Regions from separate parts of the Sus scrofa genome. Here region 2 is linked to region 1. A link is a contact called in public Hi-C data. All regions are on one chromosome and are shown on one strand. Each heading gives the region's core, a stretch centred on a gene start, on an enhancer-like site or on the middle of the called end of the contact. The rest is flanking DNA. Distances are from core to core; before and after follow the strand shown.

Evidence for each region. Hi-C and Micro-C count contacts between places; a contact is called where the count stands out from the background.
Region 2: a contact with region 1 is called in a Hi-C map of liver, with 2.2 times the contacts expected there. The contact joins the promoter of FUOM here to the promoter of LOC102159965 in region 1. A contact is called at or near these places in 6 of 47 Hi-C or Micro-C datasets (alveolar macrophages, brain, epiblast stem cells and 2 more) and 2 of 2 datasets of contacts at active chromatin or transcription factors (alveolar macrophages and skeletal muscle).

Annotation. Positions count from the first base shown.
Region 1 is chr14:141,290,881-141,294,295 of Sscrofa11.1, reverse strand. LOC102159965 reads right to left here and starts at 1,951. Exons shown (of 3, transcript XM_021073954.1): 1 at 965-1,951. LOC110256848 (a long non-coding RNA gene) reads left to right here. Exons shown (of 2, transcript XR_002338878.1): 2 at 402-618.
Region 2 is chr14:141,335,131-141,338,384 of Sscrofa11.1, reverse strand. It overlaps FUOM (fucose mutarotase), which reads left to right and starts at 1,757. Exons shown (of 6, transcript XM_001927817.6): 1 at 1,757-2,395; 2 at 3,041-3,109. The coding sequence starts at 2,311.

The DNA.
Region 1 (3,415 bases), core at 702-3,201:
TCACCCCCGATGGGCTCGGATGGCGTGGAAAGACCTGGACGAGCAAGGCCACCATGCGGGCAGCCCCGGGACTTTGGGAGCCAGGCCTCCGTCCTGACCGCTGTCCACCCACAGTGCCCTAGGCCCAGCACCATCTCCCCGGCCTGAAGGGCCTCCCCCGCCACCCAGGAAGTGTCCACTGGTCCTCGGGAGTTTTCTGGTGATGGGTTCCCAGAGGCGGTCCCCAAAACTGGCTTGAGGAGGGGCTCTGGGCCCCGTGGCCGAGGCGGCGGCTGGCACTCCGGGGCCCCCACGCTCTCCCAGCTCAGGGCCCAGCCCTCAGGGCTCCACTTTAACTGTGGTCACTGAAAGCAGGGCTCTCAGTCGATTCCCTGACTGACATTCTGTTTTCTCTTCAAAAGCTGCTGCATTTGGGTCTCAGGACCCTTGTCCCAGCGGAGATGCAGCCAACTGCTACTGGCCACGGAGAGAACCCCCCCAAACACACACACAGGGGAAGTTTCTGGGGAGAGAGAAAACCCAGAGCCTGGAGCTGAAACGAAGCGAAACGAATCATCTGCACATCCGGCGCCGGACTGGGAAGTGACCGGAGGACAGGCCTCCAGGACCGGACCTGCCCACTGAGCGTGTTTGCCGGTCAGACCTGGACCCAACAGCACCTCGGACTCTCCCTGAGAAAATGCTCCCTGAGAAGATGCAGACCGCCTGACTGCTCTGAATGGGGGGGTCTGGGGGGACATGAGCGGGACATGTGCCAGCCCGGAGCCTGCCCAGGCCACTCCTACCCGGAGGCCACCCGGTTTTCTGCTCCTGCCCCCCTCCCACTGCCCACCCCCCTGCGCAACCTCTGGGGTCCCGGCCCGGCGGCTTCCTGGCCGCAGCGTGGTGGCGCAGCTGTCCGTCTGGAGGCCCCCGTCCTCTCTGGCCTCATTACTGGGCTGTGAGTCTTGAAGGAGTGACCCACCCGAGCCCTTGCCAGTGGTTCCCCTCACAGACAGGGACGCGCCCGGGCCCTGGTCAACCTAAGCGTGCTGGCGGCCGGAAGGGAGGCAATGGGAGGGCAGGCAGGCGGGGGAGGGAGTGGCCCTGGAGGCAGCGGGAAGCGGGGGGGTCACTAGGCTGCTGGCCAAGTCCAGGCGGCCACGCCACCCTAGCTCCCAGAGGCACTGGGGCAGGCGTGCTCAGGGTCTTTCGCCCTCCTGGCCAGGCCAGCTCTGGCCGCTGAGTCCAGAGTGCGTCCAAGGCCACCGCCTGGCACACCCTGACCTCCATGCCAGACCTTTAGGGCCACAGCCTCCTCCAGCCAGGCAGGTGGACAGGCCGGGGTGGATGCCAGCTCCCAGGAGGCTCGGGCCTGCAGGCGGGCACATGCTGAGCCCTCTCTCCTGTGAATCTGCCCAGAAGCAGCAGCATGGATCCGCCTGCCCCCAGGGACTTGCGTCCAGGGGAAGCTAGGGGCCTCGGGCCTCCTCTTGCTCCCTCACCTGGCTGTGGGGGGGGGGGTGGCCAGACCCAACTCTTCACCCCGGGTCCCCGTGGAGCCAGGGTGTCGCCCGCGTGTCACCAGTGTGTCCCGGCACGCTCCCCCCACAGGCCGAGCACAAGGTCCTAAAGTGGACAGGCCGCCCCCAGGGAGCGCCCCCTGGTCACCGGTGTGCAGTCTGGGGGCCGGCAGCTGTTATGGTCCCTTCAGTGCGCTGCAGGGTGGGCACTGCCCGATGGGCCATAGGCCTCTCATCCAGCTTTTGTGGGAAACTTTCCCACCATCAAGATCCCTTTACAGGAAACAGGTGTGATGAGGTGGGGGAGGGGAGGGGGTGGAGCCTGGTGGAGGCCGCGATGGACAAGGTGAGAGGGGGTGGACCGGGGCCAGGTTCCAGCAGGGTCTGGGACCACCGGTTTGGCTTGCCAGGATGCGGGTGTTTGGTCACCCCTGGCAGGGAGACCGGGAGGGCCCAGGTCTGGATGGCGCTGAGCGAGGAGGCGAGGGCTGCCGGCTGCTGGGATGTGCTGGGCTTGCCTGTCCTGGCTCAGGAAAGCGGGGGCCGGGAGAAAACTGGGTCTGTTTGGGGCGAGCGGTCCGTGAGGTGCCCGCGGGCTCCTCGTGGGGTTGGCCAGGCAGACGGGATGCGGAGGGCCAGGAGCTGCTGGGTTCAGGGGGAAGAGCGGGCATGGGGTGAGCTGGGCAGGACTCCCTGCCGCCAGGGGGCCAGCAGCAGGCATCCTCCTGCTGATCCACCTATCGTCTGGTTGGGGAGCGCGTCCAGGCCTGATCACCTCAAAACTGGCGAAACAAAACCATAGAGTTAGGAGAAATTGACACCGGGTCATCCGTACAGGGCCTTAAACATGTTGACAGACATGGGAACGTAGGTGCCTGTGTGTGTCTGCAGGTGTGTCCACATTACATGCGTGAGCATGGGTGTGTACCATGTGTGTGTTGTTCGAGGGAGTGGGGGAAGCTGTCTCCAGGGAGTCCGGGTCTGCCGACTTCAGTTTGGGGGCAGCAAATGGCTCAGAGGTGCATCTACCAGCAGCCCCTGGAGCCTAGGGCAGAGGGACCTTGTGGGCAGCGGTGGGACACCAGCCCCTGGAGACCACCCACAATCCTCGCTCCGGGCCTCCTCCCACTTTATACGTCCAGCAATGGCAGGTGGGATCTGTCCCCCGCCACCCCCTCCACCCATCTCTTCTGACCCTTCTTCTCCCTGTAAGAACCTTGTCATCACGGGAGCCCCCACCTGACAATCCAGGATAATCACTGTTTTAAGGGCCACTAACTGCAGCTTTAAGAGGGGCTGTGGGGCCCACGGGGGGGGGTGGGAGGAAGGCTGGGAGAGGGGGTGCCTCAGAGGCTCCTGTGGGGCCCATGGGGGCAGGAGGAGGAGGGAGGGGGAGCAGGACACACTCTGCACTTGCCGAAGTCATCTCATGCCTCTGCTCACAAAAGAAGGTGGCGGCTCTCTCACAACAGCAAGGAAATAGTAGCAACCCACATGCCCACCAAGCAATGTGGGGTAAATCCACAATGTGGTGGAATATCACGCAGCCCTGAAAAGGAATGAGCTCCCTTAGACGAACCTCAGAAACATCGTCTAAGTGAAAGGAGCCAGACATGAAAGACCACATAGTGACTGATTCCATTGATAGGAAATGCCCAGAAGAGGCAAATCCACAGAGACAGAAAACAGAGCCGTGGTCGCCAGGGACTGGGGGAGGAGAATAAGGGGTGACAGCTAATGGTATGGGGTTTCTTAGCAGAATGATAAAAAAGCTCTGGAATGAGAGATGATTATAATGGCTGCATAACTTTGAGAATACACTGAAAACCACTAAAGTGTATGTTTTAAAATGGACATTTTATGTTAAGTGTATAATAATATCTCCATTCAAAACCAAGATGGCACATGGGTGA
Region 2 (3,254 bases), core at 508-3,007, 44 kb before region 1:
ACATTGCAAAGAGAGTCTGCAAACCAGGAGCCCTCAAACCAAACAGAAACTGAGGCTCAGAGGATGGTGTTATAAGCAGCTTATGTAGTGGGTGGGCAGTGATGATTTCTTATAGTTACAAGATTATTTTCTTATGTGACAGGGACTTGTTTAGTGGTCACCTCATACCAGTTTGGGGAAACTGAGTTTTGTTTTCAGAAGCATAAGCGAGACTTGTTCCAGATCAAGTTGACCTTCCTTATCCTGCAGAGGAAACTGAAGGACGCCCTGCTTGTGTGACTCACTGCTTTTGTCTGCTCGGGGGGATTTTCCCAGTGGCCTTTGGTTTTCACACGAGGGCAGGTGTTCTGAAGGCAGAATCGGCAGGAAGCCCTTTGTGACCCGCCCCAGGAGCCAGGCAGCACCATGTCCAGCATGTTCTGTTGGAAGAGTGACAGAGGTCTACCTGGTTGGAGCAGGGGGCAGAGCCCACCTCTCGGAGCCGTGCCCTTGCCCCGTGGCGTGGCCTGTCCTGCGGCGTAGCAGGGGTCCTGCCATGTGGAGAAAACACCATCACACCTGTCGACTGAAAAAAATGTGCAACCTGAAAGTTGAGAATTAAGCTTTATCTGGTGGACGCGCTGAGGAGTTTAAACGAGATACAGCCTCTCAGTGAGCTCTGAGGGACTGTTTTGCAGACGCAGAGGGGCAGAAGCAGCTAGGCGGGGGTTCCCTGGAGAAAGAGCCACGAATGGCTTTCCTGGTCTGAAAGCCTGTTTCGGCCTAAGCCATTTTTGTGATCGAAGCCTGACTCAGTGCTTGCCCTTGACCAGGTCTCAGTAACTAATGATCTTAAGGGAAGAGAGGAATGCAGGGACAGAAAAAAGGCAGGCAGGCCGCAGTGCAGTGATGCGGCAGGGTCCTGGCTCCTCCTCGGGGCACGCGGAAGAATAGACCTGGAGAGCTGCAGGCGCTAGGGCCCCGGGCCGGTGGAGGGTGGGGTGGTGGGGTGGATCCCCCTGGCTTCAATCGACTGAAGCTCCGGCTCTGTCCACCTCTGGCCCAACTCTAAGCTGCATTCTCCCCTGCTCAGGCCCCTTCATGAATAGGCATGTACCCTTAGCTTAAAACTTCCCTGGCTTGAGTTCCCATTATGGCTCAGAGGAACGAATCTGACTAGTACCCTTAAGGACTAGGGTTCGATCCCTGGCCAAGCTTGTGAGCTGTGGTGTAGGTTGCAGACATGGCTCAGATCCCGAGTTGCTATGGCTGTGGTGTAGGCCAGCAGCTGTAACTCCAATTCCACCTGTAGCCTGGGAACCTCCATACATCTCGGGTGAAGCCCTGAAAAGCAAAAAAAAAAAAAAAAAAGAATTTAGGGCTTTTCTGTGTATGGGGGGGATGCAAGAGCCTGGGTTCTTTGAAATCACTCCTTTGATGTGCACCCCATCAGGGCCAGTGCTGTCTTTCTCCTTTCTCATTCTCCCTCAGGGCCCCCTCAGGGGCAGCTGCAGTGGCTGAAGTCCAGATGGCCTCAACATGCTTTGTGAACTGAAATGGCATTCTTTATCTGTGCGCCAGGCTCAGCCCTGGAGCCTGAGAGGCTGTGGCCTCCCCTTTGGGGCAGCGGCCATCTTCTGCCACCGGAATTGCAGGTGGCAGGACCGGATGGAGAAGCGCGGTGTGGTAGATGGTCCCGGCTTCCGAATCTCCGGGACCAAAGGTCAAGGGGGGAGGAGACTCTGGCCCGCCGAAGGTGCTCCCTCCACAGTGTAGACACCTAGACTTGGGAGTGGGGTGGGAGTCAGCGCGCTGCTGTCCCGGGTTCCCGAGGGGGTCTCGGCAGGCTGGCACCTGAGACAGGGTAGGGGGTGCTCTCCGCACACCCGCTTGGCCTGGAGGTCACACCTGCCTGCCCTCAGGGGTCCTTCGTGTGAACAGTGTTGAGTGCAGGAGAAAAGTCCACCCTGAGCCGCCATCCACGCCACCCGACGGCGCCACGGACCCTGCGTGCGGGGTGGAGGGCGGGTCGGAGGCCCTCACGCAGGGAAGGCGCTGGGGAGGCTTGGAACACAAACACACGTGGACGCCCGAGTCCTGGACCCGGCGAGGGTCCCGAGGCCCCGAAAGGCGGTGCCTGCGGGGCTGGGCTGGCCGTGGGCACCTGCCCAGCGAGACCGCGAGGCCTCAGTGCCGCATCGGGGACCCGCCTCGCGGCTTCCGGCAGCCGGGGCTCCCTTCGGGTCACGCCCATCCCGTCCAGACCCCGCCCCTGTGGACTCGGCCCCGCCCCCTTCCGCCCCGCCTGCCGCTCTTCCACCCGCCGCGAGCATGGTGGCGCTGAAGGGCATCCCCGCGCTGCTGTCCCCGGAGCTGCTCTACGCCCTGGCGCGAATGGGGCACGGAGATGAGATCGGTGAGCGCGGCCAGGGCAGAGCCTTGGGGAGACCCCGGTGCCCAGGATAGAAGTCGGGCGAGGCCCCTGGGGCCCTGCCGTCCCCGGCCCCGCAGGGGTCCAGTCTCACGCTGTGTCCCGTCTGGGAGCGGACTCCTCGCGCCGGGTTAGAGCCGGATCCTGGGTGGGGGCATTGATTTGGCCGCCCCCGCCTTCTTCAGGAAACCGAAGGCTGGGCGGTCACGAGGACGATGGCCCTTGGTCCGGGAGGGGCTGTATCCGGGCAGGTGTGGTTCCTCCTCTAGCCCGGATGTCCGCGGCTTCGGGCGGCCAAGAAGTACACACTCCGCCTCAGGCCCTACGTGCCCTCATGCTCCAGTACCCTCCCCACACGGCCCCGAAGGGCCACAACCGCCTGCGCCAAGGCTGTGCCTAACGTTTGCAGCGGCCTCTCTTCTCCTGGGCCATCAGCCTGGGCCGGGCTGCGTGAGCAGACGCTGGGCAGGCCTCCGGGCAGCTTTCTGGTAACACCTGCAGCTCCTCCTACAGGTGCAGCCCCCCTCCGCTCCCCCACCCCCCGGAGGAGATGGGAGGGGCAGTGGGCGTGGCCTAACGCGCCGGGGCTGCGCGGACCTACCGCGGCCGCTAACGGTGTCTGCCGTTCAGTCCTTGCAGATGTGAACTTCCCCACGTCCTCCGTCTGCAGGTGTGGCCCGGAGGAGATCCGCGCTGACGGTGAGGGCCCCCCCCCCCCCCGGGCAGGGCAGGCTTGGGGAGGGTGGGCTGTCCTGAGCTTGCGCTCTCCAGGTGCGGCCGCTCTGCGCCTACTGCGCCCACCCGCGATCCAGGAAATCTCAGGGCCAGGACCCTCAGGATTCTC